Regions from separate parts of the Mus musculus genome. Here region 1 is linked to region 2. A link is a contact called in public Hi-C data. All regions are on one chromosome and are shown on one strand. Each heading gives the region's core, a stretch centred on a gene start, on an enhancer-like site or on the middle of the called end of the contact. The rest is flanking DNA. Distances are from core to core; before and after follow the strand shown.

Region 1 (3,744 bases), core at 106-2,605, 270 kb before region 2:
GGATTTCTGAGTTCGAGGCCAGCCTGGTCTAGAGTGAGTTCCAGGACAGCCAGGGCTACACAGAGAAACCCTGTCTCGAAAAAACCAAAAAAAAAAAAAAAAAAAAAAAAAAAAGATATTTTAAGCAGGGCTGTAATAGTATACTCCTTTAATCCCCATACTCAGATAGTAGAGGTAGACAGATCTTTGTGAGTTCAAGGCCAGCCTGGTCTACAGAACTAGTTCCAGGACGTCTAGGGTTATACAAAGAAGCCTTGTCTAAAAAAAACCCCAAACCATAAACAACAGGAATGATTAATAAATCAAAAACAAAACAAACCCAACAAAATTAGATTTTATATATATATAAAATTTATATTTATATATATATAAATTTATTTATATATTTATATTTATAAAATATATAAATATATATATATTTGCTGTTCTGACACAGTGTCTCACTATGTAGCCTGGCCTCAAACTCATAAAGTTCTTCCTGTCTCCACTTTCTTAGTGCTGGGAATTGAACTCAAGACTTTACACATGCTAGGCAAGTGCTCTACCACTGGGCTACATCCCCATCTATCTACAGCAGTTCATTTTCTCCCTTGTATATTGCACACACACGCACACACACTCATGCACACACACACACACACACACACTCATGCACACACACGTATAGACAAGCATTGCCTGGACAGGCCACAGCCCTATAGGAGCCCCTTAAGATGGATAAGGCAGGCAGGCAGGTAGGCATTGGAAATCATGATCTCGATTGGGAAAGCCAAGCTCAGAGTTTTCAGAAGGAAGGTTCCCGGCTGGGTTGTTCCTTGTGTTTTATTTGGATTTCCCCTGTTGTTGTAGAAATGCTCTCGAAGCCCAGTATTTTTCATGATGCCAAGTCTGAGATCATAAAAGGACATGCCATAGGCATCAGCTGCCAGTCCGAAAATGGAACTGCACCCATCACTTACCACCTTATGAAAGCAAAGAGTGACTTCCAGACTCTCGAGGTGACCTCCAATGACCCAGCAACATTCACAGATAAGCCCACCAGAGACATGGAATACCAGTGCAGAGCGGATAATTGCCATTCCCACCCCGCGGTGTTCAGCGAGATCCTGAGGGTCAGGGTGATAGGTAAGCAGCTGTCTTCTGTGAAGCAAAGGTAGGGCTCAAGGCTAGCAAGGCTAGGGACTGTGGCCATCACAAGGATGCTGCCTGTGCAACCCATAGCAGATATGTATCAAAGACCAAGCCCCAGATGGTGGGTCTGAGCAATATCCGGGGTTTCTTGATGTGGCCGTTGTAACCCTTTTTGACCTTCCAAGTGACAGTTGACTGCTGGTATTATGTAGTTGGGCTTCCGTGGTTTGAGGGGGCGGGGTGCTTTTCAGATGAAGAGAGAGCTGCCCTCAAGAACTGCGGGCTTAGAACTCTTTCCTTGCTAGTGGTCTTAGTGGAACATCTGTGTCACACATGAAACCTGCCACAGGCCTTGCTGCAGACCATGGGCTCATGGAAATAGCTGACATTAGCCTGGGATTCTCACCATGGTCTTGGGGTTGGATATCTTTTCCTCGAGCATCTGACTTGTGCCTTTGGGTGGCTTGTTGCAGTGTCGCTGCCCCCACTGCTTATAAGACTCCCAATGTGCCTTCTCCTCTGTCCTTCAGCAGCTTTTGTTTAGCAGCTCTGTGTCGTCAACAGGCAGTTTATAGGTGCTGGAGAGATGGCTCTGTGGTTAAGAACATTAGCTACTGTTTCAGAGATCCTGGGTTCAATTTTCAGCATCCACGTGACAGCTCACAAATGTTCCTAGAGATCTGATGCCCTCACACAGACGTACATGCAGGCCATACACTAATGTACATAAAAATGCATCATTAACATGCAGTTTATAATTGTATACTGTGTACCTGTGCTGGTGTGGGCGAGAGTTGGCTACTGGTACAGGGTAAGTGGTCCAACAAGCCTGTAATCCTGGCACTTAGTAAGCAGAGGCAGGCAGATCAGGTTATCCTTATCTACATAGTGAGATCAAGGCCACCCAAGGTCACATAAGACCCAAGTCTCAGAGGACAAGGGAGGGAGGTGGGGCATAATAAGAACTGGTCTGAGGAGGGGCATAATATGGACATGGTTGTTATGCATTCAGGCTGTTGTTGAAGAGTGAAGACTTCAGATCTCCAGATGTTAATTAATAATAAATTCGTCCAGGCGGTGGTGGCGTACTCCTTTAATCCCAACACTCGGGAGGCAGATGCAGGTGGATCTCTGAGTTCGAGGCCAGACTGGTCTATAAAGTAAGTTCCAGGGCGGCCACGACACAGAGAAAACTTGTCTCAAAAAGACCACAGAAGAAGAGGAAGAGGAAACCCGAGTTGAAATTGGGTCAGTGCTAGTGACGAGCATTTACTGAGCCCTTCCCATGTGCCCAGCCCTGGGTGAAGCACTGTGGTAAATTATCCCTAGTAATATTTAAAATAGCACATGAGACTCATAAGTGAACTCACTAAGACTTAGAGCTAAGGCACGATAGGTAGGACTGGGATTTGAACCCAGGCAGTGTGGCTCCTGAGACCAACTCACCACTAGCCTCTTGTACTTCCCGGGGGGAGAGACTGTCAGGTCTAGCAGTGTGCTCAGGCTGTCTGCCCCTGTGTGGGACCACTGCCATCCCAGGCCTGATGCTCAGCTTCCTTCAAGATCATACGCCCTTTGTGCTCAGAGAGGTGACATGTGTCTGTGTGTCACTAGTAGGGAAGGTGGCCTGGAATGGTGACATAGGACCAGAATTTGAATGGTTAGGAATGTTGCTGAGGGAAGGTGGCACAGTGGGGGCACAGTGGATTTGCCTCTCTGAGCTTCCAGGTGGGAAGGAAACCATGAAGTTCCGGGAAGCTGTCTGGACAGGAAACTTCTGTTTAGGTTTCAGTGCTCAGAAATAAAAGCTGAGTGTGGAAGTAAAGTCTCTAAGTGAAGATGGAGGGGCTGGTGAGATGGCCCAGCCTAATGACCTGAGTTCAATACCCTGGACCTTACTTGGTGGAAAGACAGATTCCTGCAAATTGTTCTCGGAGTTCCACTAACACACCCATGCACAGAATAAATAAGTAAAAAAAATAAGTAAAAAACAATGTGTGTGTGTGTGTATATATGTATATATATATATATGTGTATATATATATATAGATAGATAGATAGATAGATAGATACACGTATATACACACACATATATATACACACACATACGTGTGTGTGTGTGTGTGTGTGTGTGTGTGTGTAGAGTGGAGTTGGAAGACTTAGGACCAACTTTTCAGAAAATCCAAACCCATATTTCATTGCCAAAATAAGTAGTGAAGAAGGCAGGCAGATAGCAAGGGAGGAGAATCTGCTTCAGAGGCAGCTCAGATAGTGAAGCCAGGTCAACAGGGACCGGGTGATATTCAGGCTATTGGAGGCCAAGACTGGAAAACCAGGTTAAGAATGGTTAAAACTTCCTCCACTGAATTTTCTCTTTAGGATCATGGTCTTAGGATCAAGGAAATTTTCCAGCATCTTTGAAACTAGAAATAGCAATGCAGTTTCAAAAGCAGATGGGTAGCTACAGATGTTGGTACATACCTGTAATCCCAGGATTTTGGAGGCTAACATCTGGAGTTCATGGCCAGCTCTATGAGACCTGGTCTCAATACAAAACAAACATGGTTATGCATACCTTTAATCCCAGCGCTTAAGAGGTGGAGGCAGACAGAT
Region 2 (3,739 bases), core at 1,222-3,721:
AAAGGAGAGTGTGTGATCACTCCCAGCACAGACCTCAAGTTTGACCCTGGACTCAAAGGGAAGAGCAAGCTGAACTACTTGAGGAATTACTGGCTTCTCATAGGTAAGAGCTGCTTCTTGCTAGGTGGTAACATACTGCCCCCTGGTGGGCAAAAGCCAGCCCTGCTGGTTTACTGCTGCTCTTCATTGTGAATGCATTGTGTGCTCTGTCCATGTCAAGATGGTTTAGGCCTGGGAATATTTTTATTTTCAAGGAGTTCCAGGTTGCTTAATCAGGTCTCAAAAAAACCAGTTTCTCTCCAAGATTGAAACATTTGGTGTAAATTTCAGGCAATGTCTGCTCCCTGTTCCTCACAGTGACCATGTGAGGTGGGTACCCTTGTTATTTCCACTCTATAAGAATACTGGGACTTGTCATTTGGAATAGGAATCAGTGTGGATAAGAGGCTGGGCAGGACAAGTTTAAGACCTATGATGAGTGACAGTTGTGGAAATAAAGGCAAAATACTTAGCAATCTGAGGAGAAACCAGAATCAACAACCATGAAGAGTCTGCGCTGTTCCTGGGCCCTCACAGAAAGGCTCTTGGGGAGTTTCTTTTTCTCGGTCTGATTTTTTTGGTTTGTTTCATATTGTTGGAGACAGAATGTCACTATGTTACTCAGGTGACCCCCAATTCATTCAGTCCCTGTTTCCCACATACTTGGCTTCTCTCCTCCCTCCCATTTGCTAAGGCAGAGACCAGGGCCTTAAGCGTGCCAAGCATGCTTTGACTCTGGGATGCACCCTGGCCTTATCTTTTTTTCTTCTTCCCATTGTTGTTGCCCTTACTATCCTTGACCCTGGGAGTGAATTAAAGGCCTGGTTACAAAGATAAGAGGTTGAGATTATACCCCAAGGCAGTGAGTATTGCAAACAAAGGCAGAAGTGAGGGTGATTGGGTCCCTGGCAAATATCCCAAGTAACTAGAGCAGGATGGATTTTCTTAAATCAGATCTTTCCTTCCTGTGCCCTATATATACTAACAATACACACCAATTCTGATGACCTAGCCTAAACGTGAGAGGTGGTCTGAGTCCCAGCAGACTAGGTAGATGTGGGTAGAGAAAAGAGTATGTGTGGGCACAGAAGGCAGCAGGACCTGCCAGGCAATGGGTCTGGACCAGTATATGAATACCTAAGAGAGTGCTGCAGGGGAACTGGGTGTGCTGGAGCTCCGATCAGTCTATTGGCAGGCCATTTGAAAGATCCTGTTCTTTGTGCCTTTTACTTCTTCATAGCTGTGTGTGTGTGTGTGTGTGTGTGTGTGTGTGTGTGTATTAAATCTTTAGAGAACACTGACTAATACATTCACTCTTCACACATTGCTATAGAAGTACAGCAACAGCCATAGTATAGTGTTATCACTAACTAGCAAGGGCTCATTAGAATTATACGGCTACTCGGTTTTATGTACCAATGAAGGGTCCATAAACTGCCTGGCAGTGGTTAAGAAGTAGCACAAAGGAAATGTGTATGAAGGTACTGAAAATGTGCCAGAGGAGTCTCCGTGGCAGAACTGGAAAATGAGATCCCTTTAAAATCCCTTTAAATGGTCAGAGTAAGACAACTAGGAAGCCTAACAAACTTCTAAGAGGGTAGCTAAGTAAGGGTCTCACAATTCTGAGGTCCCCTTTGAGGAACTCTGTAACTGCTCAGCTTAAAATAAGGCAGTGGGAATACATAACAATCTTCTCATAGACCAGGGCCACTGTTTATACCTGTTAATGTCAAGATAGGCCCTGTGGTTCTTGTGGAAGACTGCAAGATAGTCTACCTTCACATTCATCTTGAAAATAAAGTGGATCTAATTAAATCAGAAGGTGGGGTTTGTTCTGTTTTTTGCCCCCAGCAGTGACCCTGACCTGGTGTTCAACATCCCCTAGTGCTTTGTCAAATAGTCATGAAGGTGACCCAATGCAGTAAGCTGGCCCTGTACCAGCAGAGATAGGTCCTGCGTGTACAGTGGGATATTATTGAACATCCTTCTTCAGTGGGAGCCTGTTTATAAGGAAACTCAGTGACATCTCCAGCAGTCTATTGGTAGGCCTTACAGACATGTCCTCTCACAGTAGGACATCAGGGAATGAGGTAGACAGAACACTGTAATGCAGAGTGGCCCATGGAAGGACAGCTTCATTTTCCTGGCTGTTGATCATTTTTGTTGGTTGTCATCGGTAACCCATGGTTGCTTACATTCAGATACCAAGTCTGACGCAGAATTCTGACATAGGCAGCCACATGTGAGAAAAGCATGCATGCCCCTTTGTAGAGCAAAGCATGCCTCAGCAGGCCATGGTATGCATGAGAAAATTTGTGATGGTTCAGAACAAAAGTAGGTTTTCCTGAACGAACCATGTCACACTATAAGTGACAAAAGCCTGGTAAGATTGAGGTCAGATGAGGGATTAAAGAGGGACTTTCCAGATCAAGAGGTGCAAGCTCTGGCTAGTTCCTGTCAGGCTTTATCTTGGTACACACTGAGTTGAGGTCAGCCAGGCTACACAGAGAAACCTTGTCACAAAAAAAAAACAAACTGAAAAGCTAAGTATAGGAAGGCAGAAACGGGAGGATCCAGGATTCACTGGCCAGCCAATCTAGTTGAAACACTCAGCTCCAATTTCAGTGAGAGACTGTCTCTTTAAATAATAGTAAGATAGAGAAGCAACTGAGGAAGATACCTCAGGCTAACCTGTGATCTACACACAGCCACAAAGAAGAACAGTACAGAGGAAAAGGCCTGAATCAAGCTAAGAGCTCATCCAGTGATCAGAACAGAAAGAAGGGAAACTGCTGGGGCTTTTCAAGCCCGGTTTCTTTTATTGCACACATAGACAATGGAATGGAAGTGTGCTGAATGTCAGGCGGTCATGAACTAGTATGTACAGGACAGCAGCAAGTGAGTGGGCACCACTCTTCCTGTCCAGCCAGCACCTACTTCTCTCATTCTCTCAGCTACTCACCACTCCTTAGATGGAAGCTCAGGTGTAGCTTGGAGAAGGACTAGAACTCTGCCTGAACACTGGAAATGTGCAGAAGGGACCTCGGTAGCCTAACTAGACTGATGCTACTAGAAAAAGCAATGAAAGAACTTGTTGAACTTTGAAGCATCACACTGCTTCCTGAGTTGAATACATGCACCCTCACAAGTTATTTTACTTGTAAAAAAACAAAAACAAGGGCTGGTGAGATGACTCAGTGGGTAAGAGCACCCGACTGCTCTTCCGAAGGTCCAGAGTTCAAATCCCAGCAACCACATGGTGGCTCACAACCATCTGTAACGAGATCTGACGCCCTCTTCTGGAGTGTCTGAAGACAGCTACAGTGTACTTACATATAATAAATAAATCTTTAAAAAATGACTCTTAATTAAAAAAAAGACACACATATAAATGGTAACTTGGACCTTAGGAAGCTGATGAGATCAAGGAATTGTGAAATCATGTTTAAATTGTGGTCAAAATTCAAAATTTAAAAAAACAAAAAAACAAAAAACAAAACAAAACAGAATACTGGGCCAGAGAAGTGGCTCAATGGTTAAGAGCACAAACTGCTTTTGCATAGGACCCAAGTTTGGTTCCAGCACCCAAGTTTGGTTCCAGCACCCATGTTAAGTGGCTTACAACCACCTGTAATTCCAGCTCCAGGGGGAATCTGTCACCTATCTTGAGCACTGCACATACCCACACACTGGCATGTAA

The links. Hi-C and Micro-C count contacts between places; a contact is called where the count stands out from the background.
Region 1: a Hi-C map of the MNK3 cell line shows a contact between it and region 2, with 5 times the contacts expected there. The contact joins two enhancer-like sites. A contact is called at or near these places in 1 of 484 Hi-C or Micro-C datasets (the MNK3 cell line), 1 of 115 datasets of contacts at active chromatin or transcription factors (effector CD8 T cells) and 3 of 9 other capture datasets (adipose tissue, embryonic stem cells and liver).

Annotation. Positions count from the first base shown.
Region 1 is chr11:106,686,157-106,689,900 of GRCm38.p6, reverse strand. Pecam1 (platelet/endothelial cell adhesion molecule 1) reads left to right here. Exons shown (of 16, transcript NM_001305157.1): 7 at 850-1,125. Among named protein-coding and RNA genes, the nearest start is that of Pecam1, 27 kb to the left of the region's middle. Within about 2 kb of position 1,355, at least 45 of the 459 cell types and tissues checked have an H3K27ac peak or open chromatin away from gene starts, as enhancers often do. A contact at or near this core is called in the MNK3 cell line, where this site is marked.
Region 2 is chr11:106,415,188-106,418,926 of GRCm38.p6, reverse strand. Ern1 (endoplasmic reticulum (ER) to nucleus signalling 1) reads left to right here. Exons shown (of 22, transcript NM_023913.2): 10 at 1-103. Among named protein-coding and RNA genes, the nearest start is that of Icam2, 34 kb to the right of the region's middle. Within about 2 kb of position 2,471, at least 33 of the 459 cell types and tissues checked have an H3K27ac peak or open chromatin away from gene starts, as enhancers often do. A contact at or near this core is called in the MNK3 cell line, where this site is marked.